3 separate regions of the Zea mays genome follow, and regions 1 and 2 are each linked to region 3. A link is a contact called in public Hi-C data. All regions are on one chromosome and are shown on one strand. Each heading gives the region's core, a stretch centred on a gene start, on an enhancer-like site or on the middle of the called end of the contact. The rest is flanking DNA. Distances are from core to core; before and after follow the strand shown.

The links. Hi-C and Micro-C count contacts between places; a contact is called where the count stands out from the background.
Region 1: a Hi-C map of ear shows a contact between it and region 3, with 3 times the contacts expected there. The contact joins the promoter of LOC107546744 here to the promoter of LOC100284446 in region 3. A contact is called at or near these places in 5 of 25 Hi-C or Micro-C datasets (bundle sheath, ear, endosperm and 2 more).
Region 2: a contact with region 3 is called in a Hi-C map of ear, with 1.8 times the contacts expected there. The contact joins the promoter of LOC100281415 here to the promoter of LOC100284446 in region 3. A contact is called at or near these places in 2 of 25 Hi-C or Micro-C datasets (ear and tassel).

The regions. Positions count from the first base shown.
Region 1 is chr8:91,646,844-91,650,944 of Zm-B73-REFERENCE-NAM-5.0, forward strand. LOC107546744 reads left to right here and starts at 2,049. Exons shown (of 5, transcript NM_001322372.1): 1 at 2,049-2,219; 2 at 3,457-3,626; 3 at 3,804-3,936; 4 at 4,018-4,101. The coding sequence starts at 3,617.
Region 2 is chr8:91,799,135-91,802,690 of Zm-B73-REFERENCE-NAM-5.0, forward strand. It overlaps LOC100281415 (heat shock 70 kDa protein 4), which reads right to left and starts at 1,791. Exons shown (of 10, transcript NM_001154333.2): 1 at 1,705-1,791; 2 at 212-1,440. The coding sequence starts at 1,381.
Region 3 is chr8:91,358,963-91,362,990 of Zm-B73-REFERENCE-NAM-5.0, forward strand. It overlaps LOC100284446 (late embryogenesis abundant protein), which reads left to right and starts at 1,553. Exons shown (of 1, transcript NM_001348983.1): 1 at 1,553-2,268. The coding sequence starts at 1,672. The coding sequence ends at 2,127.

The DNA.
Region 1 (4,101 bases), core at 799-3,298, 290 kb after region 3:
CTCTTGAAGCACTTACAAGCTTTGTAGCTATCCTTCAACGTAAGACCTTAACCTATACTAGTTCGTTCATCACCTCCAAAATAATTTAATTGAGCATATTTGGAATTTGCAATACGACAACTATATTTTTATTTTTATGAATTATACTCCATCCATTCCAATTTATAATTTGTTTGACTTTTTTGTGCCAAGTTTGATTGGCTCGTCTTATTCATTTTTTTGCGAAAAATGAAAATTTCAAAGTCATACTTAAAGTATACTAGTCGGTTGGCCGTGTGTTGTGACGGCTCACAACAATACCCACGTAAACTATCCACCAAAAAGATCTCAAGATTTTTTATTGATTGTTTCCGCTTCCAGCATAATTTTTTTTGATTTGACTAACTGATGTTGTTGTTTACTCCATCCAATATGTCTTGGTACAACACGACTAGTGAAGGGAGCGATTAGAAGAGAGTTCACAACGACTGGCTGAACGAATAGAGATTATAAAATGACATAATTCCACCATACAGAGACCAAATAAGAGAAAGTTTGTGAGCACAAGTTTCTAAAATAAGTCACATGAACTCAAACTTATAAAAAAAGATAGATCAAAATATGGAGTTGTTGCTAAAGTCAGTCATCAATAAAAACTGGATGCGCTCTATACAAATTATGGTACTTCATAGCAATTACTAACGTTTGAAACCAACAAATAACCTTTCCTTTTACTGTTACCAAGACAAATCATTGTTGCTCCATCCAATTCAGCAACCTCAAAACACCATGGTGTCCATTGCGCCAATGTGATCTCAGAAACGATCTAATGCATGCAAGAGCCAAGAACACAAGGGACGAGCACCCTGTGGTAGTGCCCGCATGGATCTCCAAATCCTAACACATATTTGCAGGATCCATGAGCCATCATCAGAAGAACATAAACCACATGCAAATAATAAATAAAGTATTAACACACCCAAATTATGTTCAGTCCTTAGCACAAAAAAACTAACACCCAAAACAACAGAGGAATAACACAATAACTTTTGCAATGACAGAAGGATGGGTGATAGGTACATAGAAGTGGTAGAAACATATCAAATCGACACCATGGTAAAGAAAATACCATGTAGACAGACGATGTCGAGCCATCGAACGGGTACCATAGGCAGCAAATTAGGGACCCACATCCCTCGCATCCCCCACTTCCAAGGTTTCGTAGAGCAGGAAGGGAAGGGAAGAGACGGGCATACCTGTTCGTTGTCGGAGAAGGACACGACGAAGACCTGGGCATCTGGAGGCGACATAGGTAGTATACCGCTAGATACATATATGGAGAGAGCACACAAGAAGAGAAAGAAGCCTAGCCGGATCAGCTCCAAACTGAGAGGCACCCGCGCCAGGCGACAATCCGAGAAGGGCGAGAGAATGCGAGCGCCTTCCCCGCCTTGGAGCCGCCGAGGCGACACAACACCACCACCAACTCCGTATCATGCAGCGGCTTAATTTAAAATAGATATGAGAGGTTATTTGTAAAAATATAACGTGGGACGACCGTTAAACTGGTGCTTTAATATAGCATATAGATTATATGCTAGGTGATATCACCGTAAAAACTAACAATAATTATGAAAAAAATAAATAAGATGAGCTCATCAAACTTGAGGTAAAAAAGTCAAACAAATTATAGATTGAATGTTGGAAATATGGTTTTTAAAATTATGTATTTTCTAATTGTTTTTTATGAATTATACAATTTATTTGCTTACTTATATAATCGGATGCATTTATATTCCAACAAAACGACTGTTTCAAGAAAAAATAATATGACACTGAGATAAGATGGTTGTATTTTAATGTTGAAGACTAAAGCGCTTTGTGGATAATGACTGACGATAGTTAATAGGGATAATTGATAACAGTAGATATAGATCCGCGAAGTTAGAACTAATCTTGCCGTTTTGATCAGATCTCTCTGTTTTGGCATCAGATCTGGATCATTCACATGATCACATCACGTCCCGTCTGGTAGGGTACCGAGACCAAAATCCACCGGAAAGGGAAAGGAAAGCACCCAAAACACAGGCGGCGCTCAGCCTCCAGCTGTCCGCCTCCCCCACCCGGCCACACCGTTCGCCACGCACCGGACCAACCGAAGCTCCACCAAGCTGCGCACGCAACGCAAGCAGAGGAAATTTCCATAGCCTCCTTCCTCGCATGAGCTTCCGTCCGGGCACGTAAGTTTCTCCTGCCCCGCGCCCCGCGCCCCGCGCCCCTCCGCGATTCGACGCCACCGAGGTTCCCCTTGCTTCTGCGGAATCGAGGCTAGGTTCTTGGTTTTGCTGCGCGGGAGCATTACTAGATTCTAGGCCGGGAATGTAGCTCCTGCTGAATATTTGGACCGCGTGTTTGCTATTTTAGTGTGGGGTAGTGGGCCGATCGGTTCTTGGTCTCCAGTTATGGTAAGGCGTTGACCTGTGAGCGCAACCTGTTCGTTGATATTACTGACCGGAGCGCCAATAGAGTCTTGGGTAGTGAACCTGGAGCTGTTGCTACTCTTGTTTCCCCATTTCGTTTCGAGGAAAGCGTGGAAAGAGCTTGCTTTGGCTTAGGCTCAGGCCCAGGACCAGAACTTGGTGTTTATGCAGTCGTAGAATGTAACAGCACAGGGCAAGGAACCTGAGTGGCTCTAATATTTTGGATTTGGAATGACTTCAGTGGTTATCATATGTTTCGTAGATCTGAAACAATGGGCTCAACTTCTGTTATAGAGTAATTGTTAGTATATATCGCAAGCCTGGATGGACTCCCTTAGATCTAGTTCAGTTAGAGCAGCGCCAGAAATATGCGTTCAAGTTGATAATCAGTCTAAGATTCCTAGTCAAACGAGAATGCAAGATGAACACTCATACTCTCTTAGATCTAGTTCAGTTAGAGTGGCTGTTTTCACATGTCTGACTATATAGACTGCATCGTTTCCTCATACATAGGATAATGCATTTGGAACCTACTGACATTTCATATGGTGATGGTGAATCCATTATATACTATCCATCATGAGGAAGATGGCCCTTTCAAATCTGAAGGGTAAGGCAAAATCTAAATGCCCCAAATCCATTACAGCCAAAGATCACCAAACCTACAGCAAACACTTAACCTGACAAAAAATTATTAAACCACAAATATAGCATGGCCTCCATCCAGAAGTTTACATGAAAGATATCGATAATTTGTGCTTACATGATCATGCCAATGTTAAACACTGACAACAGGGTAAAAGCGCCTTCAATTTTTTCTGTACTGCATGTTTATTAATTGAGAAATCCAGTAAGACATCATGGTTTGCATACACTGAGTTGCCTAAGATATCAATTTGTTGAAATGTACTTTTCTCCTGCAAATTTTTCTTTTGAGTTTTGACAGATTAGGTTCTTTTAGATTTTCATGCTAACATCTCATGTATGATCTGTGCAGGTGCCACATGAGATGACATGTTCTTAACACCTGTTTTCATTAGGCATTTACAACAGCAGTGAGATATCTGCAAATGCTGATTAGCTTCAAGGTTATTGGTTTTATCTTTGCCAAATAACTGTAATACTGTTGCAGCCAGGGGTTTGCACCTTGGTTTTTTATGAGGGGAGGTAACTTTTTTTATACCTTATCATCATGTTCCATGCACAATAATTATAACATGTTTGTTGGACCTTAAAATTCTCAATGTCATTTTAGAAGTGTGGTCAGTCTTTATGGCGAAGGGTATTTCAAATATCTATTAGAGCCGTTTTGCATTAACTTCATTTTTCTTCTGAATTGCACAGGAAGATCAGATGAATTTTGTCGTTGCCAGGCATGCCTTGGTAAGTACACACTACTTGGAGACGAAGAAAATCCACGATTGTCAACATATGACAGACGGCTCCCCTGCTGTGGCTGTGGAATAGGTTGGTCTTGGTGAGTCAATTTGCTTTGGCAATGAACTGCAATAGTCTTATTCTTGCTTGTAAATTCTGTATTGAACATGTTGCATTGCAGTTTTCTTCTAGGTTTCTTGTGCCCTATCATTTGGTACGTTGCAGCTCTTCTCTATTGCTGCAAGTACTATAATCGGGATCCTCG
Region 2 (3,556 bases), core at 541-3,040, 440 kb after region 3:
TGAGACTTTTTGATTGTTGACACGACTGCTGTGGTCTATTTCGCGTCAATTAGCAGTTCCAGTTGCACACATGTTTCAAATTTTTAGTATCCAGATGGCACACGTTCAAACTTCAAGCATAGACAGCAGTTTAAGATATAGAGTAGTCTGGTATAATCCAATCCATATTAGCTTAAAACAGATATACATAGGTAAGCTGAGGAGCTAATACCTGGAATTCTCGCACTTTGAAAGTGGGGCTGAGAATAGCACATTGAAGAGCGCATCCTCGCGCAACACACTCGCTTGCATTCATGGTACGTCTTGGTTCCTTCCCAAAAAAATCAGTAATTATCTTGATTATAGCCGGAACACGAGAACCAGATCCGACAACCTCAACAAAGTGCACATTTTCAGTAGTCAACCCAGCTTCAGCCAAGGCCTTCTCCAGTGGCCCTTTCACGCGTTCCAGCACAGAGGCACTGATCTGTTCAAACTCCTCCCTCTTGATAAAACCCCGCACATCCTTTTCATCCATCAAGCACTCAATGTTCAGTGGGGCCTCTGGGTTGGCACTCAGCACCTTCTTAAGTTTCTCACATGCCACACGCAACCTAATACATGCCCGCGCATTCTGGTACACATCAATCTTATATTCCTCTTTAAATTTAGCTGCAAAGTGCTTAAACAGGGCCTCATCGAAGTCCCTCCCACCAAGAGACCGGTCGTATGTATGGGACAACATCTTGAGCTGTCCCTTCCTGTAACCGACAACACTAACCTGCATGCTTGCATGACCGATATCGACAAATGCAACATTCAACTGGTCATTCTCTGGGAGATCAGTCTTATAAATACCATATGCCAGAGCAGTGGCTGTCGTCTCATGGAACAATCGCAATGGCCGGAGACCCGCAATAGTAGCAGCATCAAGAACAGCCCTGCGCTGCAGATCTGTGAAGTAGACCGGGATACCAATGCAACAATCAACAACTGCGGCATTCAGGTTACCCTCAGCAATGCCCTTCAAATTGGACAGCACCATGGCAAGCAGCTGGGTGGAGGTGAACGTCCGCTCCTCGCCCAGGTACCGTACATGGACCAGGGGAAAACCATCGGGGCCCTCCGTGACTCGGAATGGGAAGGAGGCGAGATCGCGCTGCAGCTCGGGATCTGAGAACTTGCGGCCGAGCAGGCGCTTAATCTGAGAGATGGAGTTTTTGGGGTTCATGGTGGAGGACGCGGCGCCGGCGGTGCCGATGAACCGCTGCTTGTCCCCGAAGCAAACGATGGCGGGTGTCTCGCGCTTGGACTCCTCGTTGAGAACCACGTCGATGCCACGCTGCCGCGCAACCGCCACGATACAGCTCTCATTGCCGAGGTCGAACCCCACCACGCTCATCTTCGATTCACACTAAGCTGCTGACCACTACAGCTTCAGATCTAGATCACAAGTAGTCACTGCATCGCAAAAGCCAGAGATCTACTGGTTAGGCAGGTCAGAGAAGCAACGGATTCTTGCGTGAATCTTAAGACAAGAACGCCGAAACCAAGAATTTTACGCATCAAAGCGAATAGTTATGAATTCTTCACCGAATGCAATGCGAACCCCAGCCGACGACTACAAACCCGCTGTCCCAGTCGACGGGTCCAAACCCGCCGCAAAAAAACATCTAAACATTAACCTAACAATCTAGTAAGGAGGCATGGAGAATCCGATCGTACCTTCAGAGGTGGAGATCGAGGCCCGTCGAAGCTCGTAGCGCCGCAACGGAAGTACGGGCAGGGCTTCCCCTTTGGCGAGAAGGGGAGAGCCGGAGAGGAGTGAGGACGCAGTGATATACGGTGTGTGCCGCGGATTGGCCAATGTAGACGAGAATCTTCTAGAACGTGGACGGGAAACCTCACGCCGGGGTGGGCAAAAAATTACCAAACCAAACACCACACGAACCAAACAACTTTTTAACTCTATTTGGTGTTAGGCATTTAACTCTATTTGGTATTTTGGTGTTAGGTATTTAGTACGGTTTTCAATATTCGCACATCAAATATACCAGAATACCAAAATTTAGCAAACCTATCCCTTGACGTCCAACAAGCAGTTCATATAAAGTCTTAAACCCTATACTCATATCATTTTAATTTTTTAAGAACTATTCAACATTAAATTGTTTATTCAATTTTATTAGGTACTTATTGATAAATTATCGTTATGTTCTTTATACAATTTTATGTTTGTAGTTTAATTTGCTACTTGTCTGGTGACTATGGTAATACCAAACACCAAACCAAAAAATCAAACACCAAATTGTGCAGTTTTTTTATTCCTGGACAAAAAGTTTGGTTTCCATTTTTCAAACACCAAACTTTTTTGACAACGAATAAACCGCAAAACCAATAAAACTGAATTCCTAGCAACGAACGCCATCTCCACCATAATGTGCATACATACGTGCAACGCACTGTAGACTATACTTAGGGATGAAAATGGACGAAAACGGACGGAAAAACCCATCTCCCATTTCCGTATACGCATTTTATCATCGGAAACGGGATCGGGTCTGGAATAGTCGGGAATGGAAATGGGAGCGGGATAAACGGAATTGCGAAAACGAACAGAAACGGAAATACTAACGGAAACTCATAATTTAATACAAATAGGAATGATATTGATGTTTGACTGGTGATTGATTGGCAGGATAATAACGTAAAACAAATAGATATAGAGAGACAACATTCTATTGTTGTTTGGTTGCTAAGAGCAACTCTAATAGTTATGTAAATTTTAGCTCTCTAAATCACAGATTTAAGAAATTGCTAAATAACTTTGGAAGTAAAAAAATGTGAGTTCTCCAATAGTTCTCTAAATATAGGTTGTAGTTTTGTTTTGTATCTATCCACATAAAAAATAAAGTCACAATGTCATCAATTACCTTCATTATCTACATAATGCAGTAAACATTTTTGTTTAGGGACTTTGCTAAATGGTTGCCAAATGTAGAGAGGAAATAAGGTTAGATGAGAAGTTGTTAAATTTAGAAAGTTCATTTAGAGAACTGTTGGAGATGAGTTTTTGTGTTAACTACTTAAATTGTTGATTTAGGAAGTCTGTTAGATAACTACTGGAATTGCTCTAATAGTGTACATTTAGCTACATCCGATGTTGTTTAAGACTTTAGACCACTTGTCATTGAAAAGAGCATATGGTTACAATGGCCATTTATGTTATAATTTGTCACCTAAAGACACGAGGCTTCAGTTTATATACTAATGCATATTAGGCTCGTCCCATATTTATCAAATACGGAATAAAATACGGGTTCAATCCAGATAAAAAACGGAATCCCGCAAAAACGGACGGAATAAACCCTCTATTGTTTCCGTCCTGTTTCCATATTTTTCGTAAATACGGAAACAGACGAGACAAATGTAGAAAACGGTTCGGGTCGAGGCGGGATTTTACCCGTCCGTTTTCAACCCTAACTATAATGTTTATAAGATGGAGTTAGTAATATGTATTGATTTAAATTGGTATACCTAAGTTCAACTGGTGTATGAGACATGTCTTCTTGTATTT
Region 3 (4,028 bases), core at 303-2,802:
TGGTTCATTTCAACAAGTCAAGTTTGATTGGGAGGTGCTCATGTAAATTATTTGAGTCTCACGACATCATGTGCTGTCACATCATACAAGTTCTTAGAGCAGAGAGACAAATTGAATTACTAGACTATTATATTATGACAAGATGGCAGAAACGGTGTAAAAGGTTTGTCTTCTATATTCCTCTATGAAATTGGGACATGTAAGTTTCAAGTGATGTTTTAAATCTTTTCTTCATGCAGGGCTGTTTTCTTTGATGATGAAGGTAACATACTAGAAGACGTAGCTTCAAATCCCAATGAGGTGGCAACACGAAAAAAATTTCAGAAGCGCGCAACATGTTTGAAGATCTTATCCAAATGGCAAAGCAATCCAATGAAGGAATGGACATTTTAACTTCCAGTTTGTTAAATCTGCAAGCAGCTGTCAGAGTCATGGTGCCTTCTGTTATCAGTACCAAACATGATGAAATTGAGTCTTTTATTGGTACAAAAATTCCAAATGAAGTAGTCATACACCCACCTAATCATGTGAAGTCAAAGGGGAGATGCAAAAGAATTAAGAAAAGCAAGGAGACAAAGTCTGTAGGCAAGGGAAAAGCCACTCGTACATGCAGCAGTTGTAAGCAAATAGGGCACAGTCCCTTAATATTGCTTTGTGTCATCCTGTCTTGTTTGATTTGAGTTGGTAGTGCATTCACAACAATGTCAATGAGAACAATGTGATACGAGCAAATTTTACTTTCATTCAGATTTGCTTTCTTTACAATCCACAATAGTGCTACAATATCTAATTCTATGTGCTATACAATATCTAATTCGATATCCTATACAATCTCTAATTCTTTGTGCTATACAATATCTAATTTTCTATGCTATACTATCTCAGTAGCAATCCTGGAAGCATCAGTACCGTGTGATGCGCTAGTCTTTTGAAAGCATCAGTAATAATTCTGGAAGCAAGCAAACCGTTCCGGCGCCCTGATCATTTCATTCATTACAAATCTTGGAAGCATGATATTGCTGAAAGCATTGCACCATTGAATTTTCGGAAGCATTCTGGGAATAGTTAAACATTAAACAAACAAGACATAATATTGCTGTTTTTTTTCTTCTCTCAACCACTGAATGGCAGGAGTTTGCACCTGAACGACAGGAGGGTAGGGCGCTGGCTGGCTACAGGAAGTATAGGACGACGGTGTGGGGCCGAAGGAGGATGAGGAGGGCATAGGGGGCCGATGTTGCAGCAGTGTCTGGTCGGAGGTCGTCGAGGCGTCGTGCGTCGAGTGGCGGCACCTGGTCGGAGGTCATCGAGGTGTAGGTGCGTCGATGCGGCGCCTGGCCGGAGGCGGCGACGGAGAGGGCGAGGCTAAGTCAGAGGTGGCCAGGACAAGGCCAGGGCGGCGCATGGTCGGAGTTAGGCTGCGTCACTGGATCTAGCGATGACTGGATGGGGTTTGATTGCAGTTTGGATAATAGGTGAGGGGACTCATTGTAAAAGTGCAGCAGGGATGGGTTATACACGTTAGATATAGATCCAGTTACGGGCGTCGTGGTTTGCACAGTTTGCACGAGACGTGCAGTTTGCACCTGATCTGCAGCTGCAGGCCTGCAGCCCCCGAGTCCGAAATCGTTGGACGGGGAAAGGAAAGCGAAACAAGCCACGCTAAGCAAGATGCACCGAAACCCTCGCGCCGTCATCCGCGCCGCCGTCTCCCTCACCCGCCGGCCCCCCGCCGTTCCTGCCGCGGAGGCTCTCCAAACCCTGCCTAAAGCGACGCCCTCGCCTGCGCTTGGGGCGTGGCGGCCAGACCAGGCGGTGGGGCCTTTGGGTAGCGTCAGCCGCCGCCGCGCCTTCTCCTCCTCCGCGGCAGAGTATGGCAAGGATGTGGACGAGGTGAACCGCAAGTTCGCGGAGGCGCGGGAGGAGATCGAGGCGGCCATGGAGAGCAAGGAGACGGTCTACTTCAACGAGGAGGCCTCCATCGCGCGTGACGCCGCCAACGAGGCGCTCGCTGCTTTCGACGCGCTTTTAGCGCGCCTCCCGCCCACCGACGCCGACGCGCTCCGCCGCTCCATGGGGCTAAAGATGGAACAACTGAAGGCCGAGCTCAAGCAGCTCGAGGACTAGCCGACTAGGCTGCGGAAAGGTTTGAGTTTTGCGAGAAAATTTGGGCGGAATGTTTGGTTATACACCTGTTCTTTTGAGATAGAGATTCCTAGGTGTTCCGCTTGGTGAATAAATTTTAGCACAACAATCTGTTGCATTGCCTGTTTCTGTTGGTTCTTGGTGAGAGGAGATCCGAAGCTAATTTGTAATGTGCCTGGTTTACCACCTTCACATGATTGGCCACTGTTGAGGCCTTAAATTGATTTGATAGAAGTTAGACCGATGCGTTCCTGTGTTGTTCGGATTAAACTTCATTTGCAATTTTTCTTCCTTGATTAATGTTTTGGTGCAACATGGATACTTCATTGTTCAGTATCTGTTGCCATGACATTGACAAAATTTTGAGCTACTTTGTTTTGTGTTCCTGAAACCAGGTTCTTCGATACCTTATGTTATCACACCTTTTACTGAAAAACAGGAAAAGCTAGACATTGATGTTTCTTGTGTACAAACTATGAACTGCGTTTGCATGCATGCGTGCTCTTAGTGATTCATGCTCTTTTCAGAACCTGAGGTTTTTCTCTTCAAATCTTAAGGTGAAGGAATGAAGCCATGTGAGGTGATTTAAAGCTATAAGCACTTAAGTATATATTGTTTGTAAGAACTGCTGATGAATCAGTTACTACCTATTAATCACAATAAGACCCGTTTGTTTTCTTTCGTTTTAAGGAATTGGAATCTAACTAATGGAGTAAGCTATTTTTTTATAATGTGAATTGATTATATAGATTTACATGTTACTTTTCTAATGTACAACTTATAACATACTTTTCTACTTGCTACTCTATAGTATAATTGTAGTGTATAATTATCTCTCTCTTAAGATTTAGGATAATATACAAATATATTAACTTAATTAGTTTGTGTCAAAATTATGATTATTAAAATGGAATTCGATTCCAACAAAACAAACGGGGCCTAAGAGATTTTTGCTTCCAGCTCTAACTATCATGGCTTGTCAAACTATTTTCGACAAAATTGGTATATGCATGAGTCATGATGCCTTGGTATCAGTTTGTAGTCATGATGCCTTGTGGTATCTATTTGTCAACTCTGGTTTTATCTGCTGCTGCAGAACATTTGAATAATTTTTTTACCAGTTTAAAGTGGAAATATGTTAGACCTCTGGACCAAAAGGGTTTGCTCAGACATCTGCTTCTCTAATCCTTATGGTGATATATTCCCTCTAGACTGTCTCTTCTCTTATTTTCTCTAAGGGCTTCTTTGGATGACCAAACCCCGGTAGGTATCCCGGCCCAATCTGCTGGGGAGACGAGGCCTGCGTCTTCTCTTCCCCAGCTATCCTCGGCTCCCATTTGAATGTGGTATGGGCCAAAATTGTCACGGTCCTTCGTATTCCATCCCTATTGATCTACGGGGAAGGAAAAAAATTCTCGTCTGCTTGTGTTTCTTGTTCTCGTCGTGGCTCTCTCTCATCTAGGGACTACATTTTCATTTTGGGGTTTCCGAAACCCGTTCGTTGACTAAAGTTTGAATTTTATATTTTCAAATTTGAAATCAAAATACAAAAAAAACCGAACCAAAATTTGTATCTCGGAACACACCGAAATCGGGAAATTTTACCGGATTTGGTGTTTCCGAGTGAGATATTCGTCCCTGCTCTCATCTCGCCCGTCTCTCCCGCAGCAGCCATGGCGGCTAGGGTTTGCGTCGCCGGCGCATTATGAGATTTGTTGCTGCTCACGTGCCCATGCTCCATTGCCCTCCATTCCCACGCGCTTGATCCCCACGCTGCTCGTCGTCCCTCTCCATCGTCGGGACTTGTCAGCAGCGGATCAGGAGCCAGTGACGCGGTCTGCAACCACAGAGGTGGAGCTCTTCTGTCATCGCGGTCTGTAGCC